3 separate regions of the Mus musculus genome follow, and all the other regions are linked to region 2. The links are chromatin contacts, called in public Hi-C maps. All regions are on one chromosome and are shown on one strand. The core of a region is the stretch at or near the end of the contact, and the rest is flanking DNA. Distances in the headings are between cores, read along the strand shown. Region 1 has its middle 38 kb from the start of Gm10248. Region 2 overlaps Lrmda (leucine rich melanocyte differentiation associated). Region 3 overlaps Lrmda (leucine rich melanocyte differentiation associated).

The links. A called contact is a pair of places that touch in the nucleus more often than the background predicts.
Region 1: a Hi-C map of the C2C12 cell line shows a contact between it and region 2, with 2.7 times the contacts expected there. The contact joins two enhancer-like sites. A contact is called at or near these places in 5 of 484 Hi-C or Micro-C datasets (the C2C12 cell line, the N1E-115 cell line, adipose-derived mesenchymal stem cells and 2 more) and 1 of 115 datasets of contacts at active chromatin or transcription factors (fibro-adipogenic progenitors).
Region 3: a Hi-C map of the N1E-115 cell line shows a contact between it and region 2, with 2.9 times the contacts expected there. The contact joins two enhancer-like sites. A contact is called at or near these places in 1 of 15 datasets of contacts at CTCF or cohesin (the NIH/3T3 cell line) and 1 of 484 Hi-C or Micro-C datasets (the N1E-115 cell line).

What each region holds. Positions count from the first base shown.
Region 1 is chr14:23,130,536-23,134,112 of GRCm38.p6, forward strand. No RefSeq gene overlaps it. Among named protein-coding and RNA genes, the nearest start is that of Gm10248, 38 kb to the left of the region's middle. Within about 2 kb of position 1,491, at least 29 of the 459 cell types and tissues checked have an H3K27ac peak or open chromatin away from gene starts, as enhancers often do. A contact at or near this core is called in the C2C12 cell line and uterus, where this site is marked.
Region 2 is chr14:22,807,036-22,810,633 of GRCm38.p6, forward strand. All of the region lies in intron 5 of Lrmda (leucine rich melanocyte differentiation associated), which reads left to right. Among named protein-coding and RNA genes, the nearest start is that of Gm30926, 7.5 kb to the left of the region's middle. Within about 2 kb of position 1,411, at least 77 of the 459 cell types and tissues checked have an H3K27ac peak or open chromatin away from gene starts, as enhancers often do. A contact at or near this core is called in the C2C12 cell line, the N1E-115 cell line and uterus, where this site is marked.
Region 3 is chr14:22,528,409-22,532,041 of GRCm38.p6, forward strand. All of the region lies in intron 2 of Lrmda (leucine rich melanocyte differentiation associated), which reads left to right. 4930405A10Rik (RIKEN cDNA 4930405A10 gene) reads right to left here. Exons shown (of 4, transcript NR_046307.1): 3 at 2,605-2,790. Among named protein-coding and RNA genes, the nearest start is that of 4930405A10Rik, 13 kb to the right of the region's middle. Within about 2 kb of position 2,048, at least 1 of the 459 cell types and tissues checked has an H3K27ac peak or open chromatin away from gene starts, as enhancers often do. A contact at or near this core is called in the N1E-115 cell line, where this site is marked.

The DNA of each region.
Region 1 (3,577 bases), core at 241-2,740, 320 kb after region 2:
TTCAGAAATGTGATTCACAGTGACCAAGCCCTTGAGGTGTGACAGAGTCAGAGACCCAGTACCAAGCCTAACGCAATACTGTCCTGTGGGTAGAGAATGTATATTTGTAAAATAATTTGCCTTTATCTTGTAAATCTGAAGTGCACCTTACTAATGGGGAAGCTATTGTACTCTTCGTAAATGAATAGAGAGTCTCCTGAATGTTGGCTGCAGTCATTTTAAGACTATTAATCTCAGCATTACTTATGAGGGAGAAACAGAAAGCAGCTAAATGTCCATCTAGGTTAGTATAGACTTAAAGAATGGTGGGAAGCTCATTGCATGGTGTATTAAATTGATACATATAATAGAAAGATTACTATTAGATATATAATAAATGTCGTTGAAGACTATGTATAACATAGCTCATTCTCTGTGAGAGTACAAAAGAACAAAATAAATAATGTATTCAATATGCTTAAGCACATGTATGTGCACACATGAGTGTACACACACACACACCATGGGAACAGTGAAGGGTTCTAAGTAGGTCCAAACATTTCTGGCAATGTCCTCCTTTTTAAATTGGAGTTTAAGGACTTCTGTTGTATTATTAACTCATATGCATGTCCTGTTTCCCTGAATCAAAGAACATATGCTTTTAAAATACAGCAGCAGGTTATATAATGAGCCTGCCCAAGCCAGTTGCCTTCCTATAAACCAAAGATAAACCTACTGAGACACTTATGGGGAAACAATCCTATTCAGAATACCCTAGCTCCCCAAATCATGGTTTCTATTAGGGATGCAATGACAAATACAATGAAAACTGTAAAGCACTGAAGAAGAAAGTAAAGGCTTTTGTTTTTTAAAAAGTCCCTAAATAGACTTTCCCAAACACATTTGAGACCTAACACTATTTGGCTTGTCCCTTTGTGGACTTGCCTCCTTCACTGCTACTAGCGCCGGAAGCAAGTCCCTGGCTGCTGCTGCTTGTGGCTTCGAAAGCCGGCAGACGGCATGGGTCCTCTGCCTTTTCAGTTCACTGCCATGCAGGTGGAAACTATTTTCCAACTTCACAGCTCTGAAAAAAAAAAAAGGAAGGATATTCGGTACCATGATAATAGTCCAAGTCCAACTGTCCTTACCCCCTTGCTGGAGCCTCCTGGTGAGTTGATACTATTTCCTGTTGCAGAAATCAGAGCTTATGACCCAGCACATGCTTTTAGTGGCTGTCTGCCTAAACATAACACATGATTTCCTTACCCACAGCCTATTGCTTTAGTCAAAGCCTGAACTGTGAGTGAGAAATTAGGTGTAAATTGCCCACTGAGCCTCATGGTGAGCAGCACTGTGTTTGGGGATGCAGTGATGTCAACAGAGAACTAGATAAGGGTGTGCTTTGTCTCTTTGATCAAACATATAACTCAAGAGACTAGCTCTGCGTGGTCAAAATACTGCCCCACACAGAGCAGGAAGACCTCCAGGGGCTGTGGCACTCATGGTCTCTTGGCTGAACAGACAGAAATTTGCTGTCTTGGCTGCATAAGCAATGCTTGCTCATTCTCATTCCGAGTCAACAGATATTTCTTGAGATTTATTGAGTGTTGGTTACAACTCCAGGATTCTGTGGCTGAAGACAAAGAAGAGAAGATGAATCCGAAATTATTCCCTGTCCTCAAGGAAGTTAAAGCAGACACAATGACGAAAACAAAGAGCTCAGGCTCCCATCTTAGCCCTGCTGTGAACTTGCTGGGTGGGCCAAGGCCAACCACTTTTTCTGTTGAGGGCTCCACTTCCTTGTTCATAAATTAAAGTGTTGGGATGGACGGTTTCACATGTTCTTCCAAAGCTAAAAATTTATGTTTATATGAGTCTGGTTGCACAGATAAGACTCATCAGAGAATTTTATGACTGTAAGTCACAGAGGCCCTCCCGGCACCCAGTTCCCTAGGATTGCAGACGTGCCAACTAAAGCCACAAAAGTGAGAGGCCTTCTTCAACACAGCTATAACCCAAGTGTCCTGGGAATAAGAGGATTCATGGGGAAGCATTCAGAATTAGGTATTTGAGGTACAATAAGGTCTTTCATTTGGGTTGGATGTAGACTATGCTTTATAGTAAAAGGCCAGTACATGGTAGGGAATCAGCAACAATGAAGGAGCAAACACGGGTCCTCTGGGTGAATTGTGTCCAAAGGAACAATAAAAAACACCAAGAGAAGTAAACAGGCATAGAGAGATACCACAGCATTTCCTGTTTCTTCTCTTAGCCTTGGGATCTACCTCCTAGCATAGTCTAGCCTAGCACCTACTGTCTAGCCTAGCCTCACTTTTGTTCTAATGTCCTTTCTGAGTTTTAGCCCAAGTTATCAGAAGATAGATGAATAGTTCCTTCATAGAAGTCTAAAAAAGAATACATGACAAAACACGTGTGGCAGGATCACACTGGACATTGCTAGAATAATTCTAGAGGAGCTGTGGCCTTATTCTTAATGTCTGTGAAGAGTAGGTGGACATGAGAAAGTCTACACAGACAGAAAATTTCTAGACATATTTATAGCAGGCAGGAAACTTTCTTCAAATACTAGGGATTAAATCAGTTAGCTGTTACCATGCAAGGAATTATTCCAAATTCAGTAGCTTAACACAGTAGTCATTCATTATTCCGTGTTCTCTATCTGTGGGTCATCTGGGTGTTCCTGATTCATATTAGGTTGGGTTCATCTCAATGACACAATGACTCAGTGTTTGAGGTTTGTGTACAGACCCTCTTCTGAACTAGGTTTAGTTAGGACATTTCCTCATTCTCCTGTCAAGACACAGTTTGCAGACTATTCCTGTGATAGTTTTCCTATGAAGTAACCGAGAAAAGGCATGCGTCTCTTGAGGCCTGTCTTTGAAACGCATAAGCAGTCTCTCCATTCAGCCGATCAATCACAGGGCTGATCCCAAATTCATGTGGAAATCCAAATTGTGCTTCTTTGGTGAAAAGAGCTTAAAACAAACAAACAAACAAACCATGTTGGAGTATGAACATAGGCAATGTGAGGGGCTTAATCATTAATGCAGTGCTTAGCTGGAACCCCAAATCCAGAGGCTCTTTTGAAAATCAATTAAAATGTGTAGAAACTCGTATAAAGATATTAAAATGTTATATTTATATCTTTGAAGTTTATTAATCCTTTGATGTTTAGCCAAACAACTCAAATTAAAACTTGAGCTGTAGAAAAGAAGGGAGAGGTGGGCAAGGGTCAACCAAGAATTAGCAGATACAAAAATACAATAAAGAAATTTGCTATTTTGTTAATAAAAAGTATCTTTAAAAAAAGAAAAAAACAGAATGTAATAAAATGGAATGTAATAGAATCATGTACAATGAGTATATAATAGAAAGTTAAAAATAAGTAAAATATATATAACATAATTAGAATTTGTAAAAAAAATTGTGATTCTTAAAATATAGCTGAGAGAGTCATATTGGCAATAAGGAGACTATATTTTCATGTGTATCTTGACATATTAAGCTGCTTAGAATAGAGACTGTTCTATTATAGGGTTAAAATAATTGGGTCCAAACACTATTAGATCCAGGGCCA
Region 2 (3,598 bases), core at 161-2,660:
GAGATTTACTTTTTATTATGGCTGCTTAAGGATTTATCCCTCCTGACTCTGGTAAGTGTGAGATATTTCCCCTGATCCTGGACTAGCTAGCATTAGGCTTGAATCACCTGGAGAAATCCATAGAACTTTGTATATAGTGTTTTTTATATTTTTTTTTTCACAATCTTCTTTCTATTAAAATCCTAAAGAGCCCTTTCTGGAGGGCTTTTCCATGGGCAACCTTTATAAAAATATAGGCCGTACGTCAAAAGGAAAACCACCACAAAACTCCTTTTCTTCACACAATTCATTTTAAGCTTCAAAATCCCTGCAAATCCCCAGTCTCCTTTTGCAGGCTGGTTCCCACTCCCCAGCCTTCCTCATCGCCCCCCTCAAAGGGAGAAAAAAGCATTTCTTCCAAGGACTGATAAGTCTTTGGCCGATGCTTAGCAACTGCATTCCTGGGCTGTAAGTAGCTGCAAGCCCCTTTGATGTGTCTGTCAGGGCAGATTTATTTTGTTTTAGCACATTGTCTACTTGTCCAGATGTATCGGGAGATAAAAAGAAGTCATGTTTACACTCCTCCTTCTCCTTCCTCTCTCTCTCTCTCTCTCTCTCTCTCTCTCTCTCTCTCTCTCTCTCTCTCTCTCTCTCTCTCTCCCTCTCTCTCTGAGATGTAATTAAATTGTGGATTTGATGAGTCTTGGGGAGTTCCACTTGAAGGAAACAGGAAGTGCCTGGAGTCAGGGAAAAAGGAAAACTTCTTTGGCAGTAGGGACACCTGACTTGGTCAAAAAATAGAGCCCAAGCAGCAGCTATGGCTCGGCTCCGGGAAGCTAGGGGCCTTGTTCTGAGTCTTTTGTCCCGTTTTTATGCAAGGTCCACACAAAGAGGGGCAATGTCCCTCCAGCCCTCCTGGGACTGTGTGTTCGTGAAACCTTCCTTGTTGCTGTATGCAGGCATGGACAGAAGACCTCTACTCTGTTCCCTCCTCCATCCTCTCCCCCTCTTCTTCCTTCCCTCTTTCTCCTCTCCCCTCCTTCCTCCCTTTCCTCCTTGTCCCCTATTCTGTTTCTCTCATTTTCCCTCTTCCATGTCTAATTTCTCTCATGTCAAGATACCACCCTATCACGTTTGTGGTGGCTCGTCTGTTGTCACTCAAAGCTAACACTGTCACTTGCCTGTTTCTGTATCCATGCAATCTCCCCTTCCCGGGGGGTTGATTCCCCTTGAAGTGTGGCTGCCATGCTTTCCGTCCTTTGCTGACCTGGGTTTCTTAATGTTCACATTTACTAACACCATTCCGCGTCCTGTTAATGACCTGCACCGACCAGGACAGGATATATAGTATTGCTGTAGACCGGCCGACAGCAGCGACCACAGTCTCTAATCTGCAGCACTGCCAGCTCTAGATTTACATCTCAAATAGGTTACACTACAGCTCCCCCTTCTGCTGACTGAGCCGCGCAGCACGAGGGCTGCATTGCAACCGGGCTCCGTCCCTAATAGCAGTCCTTAAGACCCTGTCTCCTGTCGTTGGAGGATCTGGCAGTGACTAATGGATGCTTCCCTGCACTCCTTTGGTCTTCATTTGGATTAAACATTTTATGATGCATTCATCAAAAAAATCACAGGTTGCAGGAGCAAGAGAGAAGTATAATAAAAGGCAAGCCCAATTAAGTGAGCCGTATGCTGCTTCACTTAGCATGGGGCCCAGTGGCCTCTTGTTGGAGCCCCAGCCCAGCCTGAGGACTCTGAATGCATCTTGGAAGCCACGGGCTCTGCTTTTGTTTCTATCACTTGTGGATCAGGCTGAACCCCGGGAAGGAAGTCTTCTTTTGTTCTAAACAACCTCTGATGACTCCTTTTGGCAAAGTGTGTGCTGTAACTTAAGCCCTTGCATGCAGCAAGAATCAACAGGGCCCTCCTTGAGAAGAGGCTGCCCATGAGGAATGGGGGTTGCAGGACCCTGTGTGTTCCACTCAGTGAGCATCAAGGGCTCTAAAGGGGTTATTTCCCTTAGAAAACAGTGTGCAGTGACTGGGAAGGCTGATACAAATGCTTTGCTACTTTGTTACGTTGTTTTGTTGTTTTATTTTTAACTTATTTTTTACTTTGTTGCTTTGAACCCGTGGAGACTGAAGGATGGTGTTTGTTTAGCATTAAATAAATGTATTTTATCGTGTGACAAGAATTTATTGAGACATTACTATGAGTCAGCTATTCAGGGTTGTGGTGACAAAATGTGTGGGGAGTTTGCAGTATAGCAGGGGACTATCACTAAGGCAGAGCATGCTGGAGAGAAAGCGTCAGGAGAAAGATTATTCTATTCGGTGAAGATCTCCGGATCTCAGGACTGAGCACCTGAAGGAATAGAAAAGCTGCCAGACAGGTTCCTGCTTGCCAAACAAGGGGAGAGGCAAGAGTCAGGCCTGCAAAGAAGGAAAGGCTGTGCCCTGGGGCCTTATTGGCCATGTTCAAAGCTTGAAATTCAGGCCAAACTTTACATGCTGTTTTAAGCAGAAAAGCAACTTTGTCAGATTTCTGTTTTAAAAGAACATTCTAAGGATTATTGCTTCAGCTAGGACTTTTGGGGTAGGCCAGGAACTCAGCCTCTAACTTGTCTATTTGTTTATTTGTTTGGGGACAGACTGTCCTGTATCTTAGGCAGTGCTCAGACTTGCTAGGCGGCCATGATGGTGTGGAACTTCTGATTCCCCTAACCTCGTCTCAAGCACTGGAATTATATGGCCTTGAGGCACCATGCCGGGTTTATGCAGTGCTGGGGACTGAGCTCCAGGCCCCATGCATGCCAGGCCAAGTACTCTGCCAGCTGAGCTTCGTCCTTAGCCCTCAAAGTGAGCTCTCCGGGGTTCTTTGGTGAAGGAAGGCGAGTGCGTGCGAATAGGGAGTTGTGGTGAAAAGCCAGTGGAATTAGTTTCATGCCGACCAAAGCCAGCACCCAGAGTCCCAAAATAAATTTTTTTTTAGTGTCGTTTTTCTCTTGGCTCGTTGTTGTTTCAGTGGGTTCACCTCCCCTTCTGTTTCCTGCCCCTGTGTCATTGGCCTCTCTGGACACCAGGGTGGATACTTGCAAGCTAAACCCAACAAACCCAGGGGTCCTGTGTGTGAATGAAAGGGAACGAACATACGGAGCCTTCTGTTTATGACTGTGGCAAAATACAGTTGAGACAGTCGAGACTTCTGCTGGGACAGAGTGAGGTCAGGAAAAACGTTTAAGAATAGCTTTTATGAATGGAATATGATGGAAAAAATGATCTCCGAAGCTCACCCTTCCTCCTCTCGCCTTAGTTCCTTCCTTCCTTCCTTCGCCTTTTCTTTCATTTACAAAGTTTGACATCAGGTTTTCCCTAAGTACCACACACATCCTAGAATAGGATTTCCCACAAAGGAAGCCTCCAGGCCTCCTTGTGTCCCTTCAGACCAGGGTGGATTACAGATTTGAAGACTTGAGAGGTGTATGGGGAGGTTTCTTTAGGAAATGCAGCTTTGAAACAATGCTACACCCCCCCACCCCCACCCCTGCCTCTGGCCACAGGAAGAAAGAAGTTGCTGTAATAATTAGAAATACTACATGACAGACTTAATCGTGTTGATA
Region 3 (3,633 bases), core at 798-3,297, 280 kb before region 2:
TAAATTATTTTTCTGTGTGGATCACATTATGTCAGGTGGCTGCCTTTCATTTGTGACATATGCATAGGATTCCCTGTGAAAAGCTATATGAGGAGAAACTAGGCAGCTTAGGGCAGGCTTGTGTGCCTTGGTGCTACTGTTACCTTGAACTAGACACTTCTTGGTTATGTGGGACTGGCTCATGCATCTTAGGTTACTCAGTAGCATCCCTGGCCTCTGCCCACTGGAAGTCACACCCAAAGCTATGATCTCCAAACCAATTTTCAGACACTGTTCCAAGCAGTGGGAACTATATAACTTAAAGCAAGGAGGAGGAGGGGGAGGAAGAAGAGGAGGAGCAGGAGGAAGAAGAAGAAGAAGCAGCCCATGCTCATAGAGGGCATTGTGCAGGTAGTGTGAATGGCCAGACTTCACTACTATACTCTATTTTCTGAGCAAGAGTGCCTGTATTAGGACTGCAGAGACCTTGAGCCTAAATTCTTTGCACTCTGAAGCCTCTCCAGGGTGGTGATGTGTATGAGATTTCGTGAAAATCTGTGCTCTTGGTCAATGACTGGTAAAAGAAAGACATTCAACTAGGATGCATGTGGACTTGGCCACTCCTTGCAGAAGTAGCAGAAATCTCATGTAGCCCTAGGACAAATGCCAAGTCACCAGGAGAAAAAAAATGCAACACTGAGTCCTAATTTCTCATGGAGGGATTAGCATTGCTTTTGAGGAGCTGGTGAATTTGAGTGAGCAAGATTTAAACATTAGTTCAACATTACCATCAGTGAGAATTGCCGCATACTTTCATTAATTGGAATCAGGTTATGTGTGTTCCATTTAAAAGCAGCTCCAATCACTAATGGAATGACCCCCTTGTCATGTTCTGCTCTGAGACATGGAGTGAGATGGCTTTTTAAAGAATGATGTGTTTGCTACTTGCACTGACACCAAATGTCAATAAAATATAGATGTGGGGCGTCCAACCATGCTCACCCATTTTTAAAAGAAGACTTATTTCCATTTTTAGTGAACAGCCAGGCCCTATAAGCCTGGCTTACAGAACCCGGGGCCTTATGCCACTTGAGTATCTGCCAGGAAGGCATAGGAATTGGAGACTGGTCTTTCTCTTTCCATTGTTTTTCCTCATCCATCCATCTCCAATGTCATGTGACTTGACAGTCTAAACAGGATACACAGAGGCTGGTCTGAGTGTCTAGGCTGCTCGCTGATCTCAATCAGCCAAAAATCACATTCGTGCCTCCCTGTGTCCCACTCACACGTTGGCAAGCCCTCTCTAAGGCCCTCTGTTTTGTATCCATCATCTCTCCATCTCTTCCTGTCAGGTTTCACCTTGCTTCAGAGCAGAGCCACCCAGCAATGTAGTAATGCTAGCATAATGACCAAATAACAGGCATGTTATTATTCCCAGCAGATTGAGTGCAGAACATTTTACTGAAATGTCCCCAGTTAGACCCTGTTACTTCTCTGCTCAGACTTTCCCCCAAGGCCTGTTTTCTGCACAGTCCCTGGAGGCGAAGAGCCTCCCTGCTACTTTATACCTTGCCCTTGGTTAGTCTCTTGTCTCAGCTCCTCTGCTCCAGTAGCTTCTAGCCCATCCTTGGAGCTCTTTAGAACCGTCTGCCTACCTTTACTCTGCTCCCAGTTTTCCCTTTATTCTACTGCAGTGTTTAGAGAGGTCACGGTCCTTCCTTATTCTAGTCTTTAATCAAAAGCCATGTCCTTTATGAAATCTCTGATCTCTTTTTAAAACTTGTATCATCTTGCCCATACCCTACTCCCTCATCTGCTTTAGTTTTCTCCCTAAACGTACCACCATCTTCCAGTATATTTAGCTGCCTGTAGGTTATATGCATTGCCCTTTCGCAGAATCCCATTCCACTAGGGCAGACAGCTTTGTCTATTCTGCTCACTACAGCATCTAACAGAAACCTATGAATAAATGCCTGGACATTAGTGCTATGGGGAACAGCAGAGGGTTCTATGTGCTTCAGTGCATCTATGTGCACCTCCATCTATTCTCCATCCCAGTCCTAAGAGGTAAGCTATGCAGGCATTGTCAACCCTACTCCATAGATATGGAAAGTGAGATGCAAAGATACCCAAGGCTCTGTCTCTACCTGAACAACGAGAGACAAGGAGGCTCAGATTCCTCGGGTCTCCAGTGTTTTTTACTTTTGCTCCCCATACTCAGATTTCTAGAGTGCTAGGATGGTTGCAGAAGAAATTGGCAGCCAATTAGAATTATTTACCTGGATGCTCAGTAGCAATGCTGGACCCCCTTTGCTCCTAGGCCCCTGTACTTTGCCAACACACAAGTATCTCATGGAGCAGCTAGCTTCTTCTGGCCTTTGGTATAATTAGCCTGGAGGCCTTTGGCTTGCTGCAATCGCTGCTAAGGCACTATTCATTACTGCCGTTCATTAAGACAGGACACACAAGATGAAATATTTTAGGTGAATCATCTGGCCTAATTTAGAAAGGCTCTGTAGGGCTTGGGCCTTTGATTTATCAGGCAGAGGTATCTGTTATCAGAGTGAGACATACAAGGACTTATTTATTATCTAGAATCTGTTTTTAATTTCAGAGATTGTTTACCTTAACTGCTGTGTGTCAGACTCCAGGACAGATTTCGGCTTAGCATTTAATTTTAGATACTTGCCATGGCAGACAGTAAAAAATGGGTCTCCAGAATTTGTAGTTTCATTATGAATCTTAGCTCCTGGCAGGCCCTACCAGCAGTTTGTCTTTGAAATCTCCTTGGTACTTGTTAACCCTGCTCTGCTGTGAAAGAGATATAGTTTATTTATTGGATTTTGCCCATTTATGAAAAAGTACAGAAATTATTAATGGTTTAGTATCTATTAATGCATTACTTGGGTGGAATTCAAATTCTAATATTTATGGTAAATCCCTTTATAATGAAACAGTAGAGAATCAGCTCTCCTGCTCCTGGAATTTGGAAGGTTCTGGATGCTGTTGGAATGGCTCCCTGTGAAATATGAGCCCTGCTGGTTTTATATTTACACCCATAAATAAGAAATAAGTACTTCGGGTTGGAGGAGAAATAATTAAGAATATTTGTGTAGATAATAAAGAGGAAATAGTCCAGTTTGGTGAACTGTGTGCTTGGGAAATGCCAGAGGCTGCTGAGACCAGGATGAGAGATGTGGTAGAGATCAGGACTGAGGAACTATGGGTAAGTAGCTCTTCTGAAGACTGGTATGTGTGTGTGGGTATGACTGCTCAGGGCTGAGCTCTGGTAACCTGGCTGAGATTCCAATTTTTTTCTTAAGGCAGGGCAGCTATGATGGCAGGTACTTGGAGTGTTGAGGACTTCAGATACCTCACCTGTGAAATGGAACCAATATTTCACATGAGTATAAACAATTCTGTACTACCAGAAGAAATACATATATCCATGTATATGAGATCTGAACAGAGAACCTGGTTATTATAGAGAAACACACACACACACACACACACACACACACACACACACACTACATACAGTACATATGAGATCTGAACAGAGAACTTGGTTATTTTAGGAGTCTCTCTCTCTCTCTCTCCATCTATCTATCTATAGGTATAGGTGAGTAAATTTTATTAAATATAGCTATATGG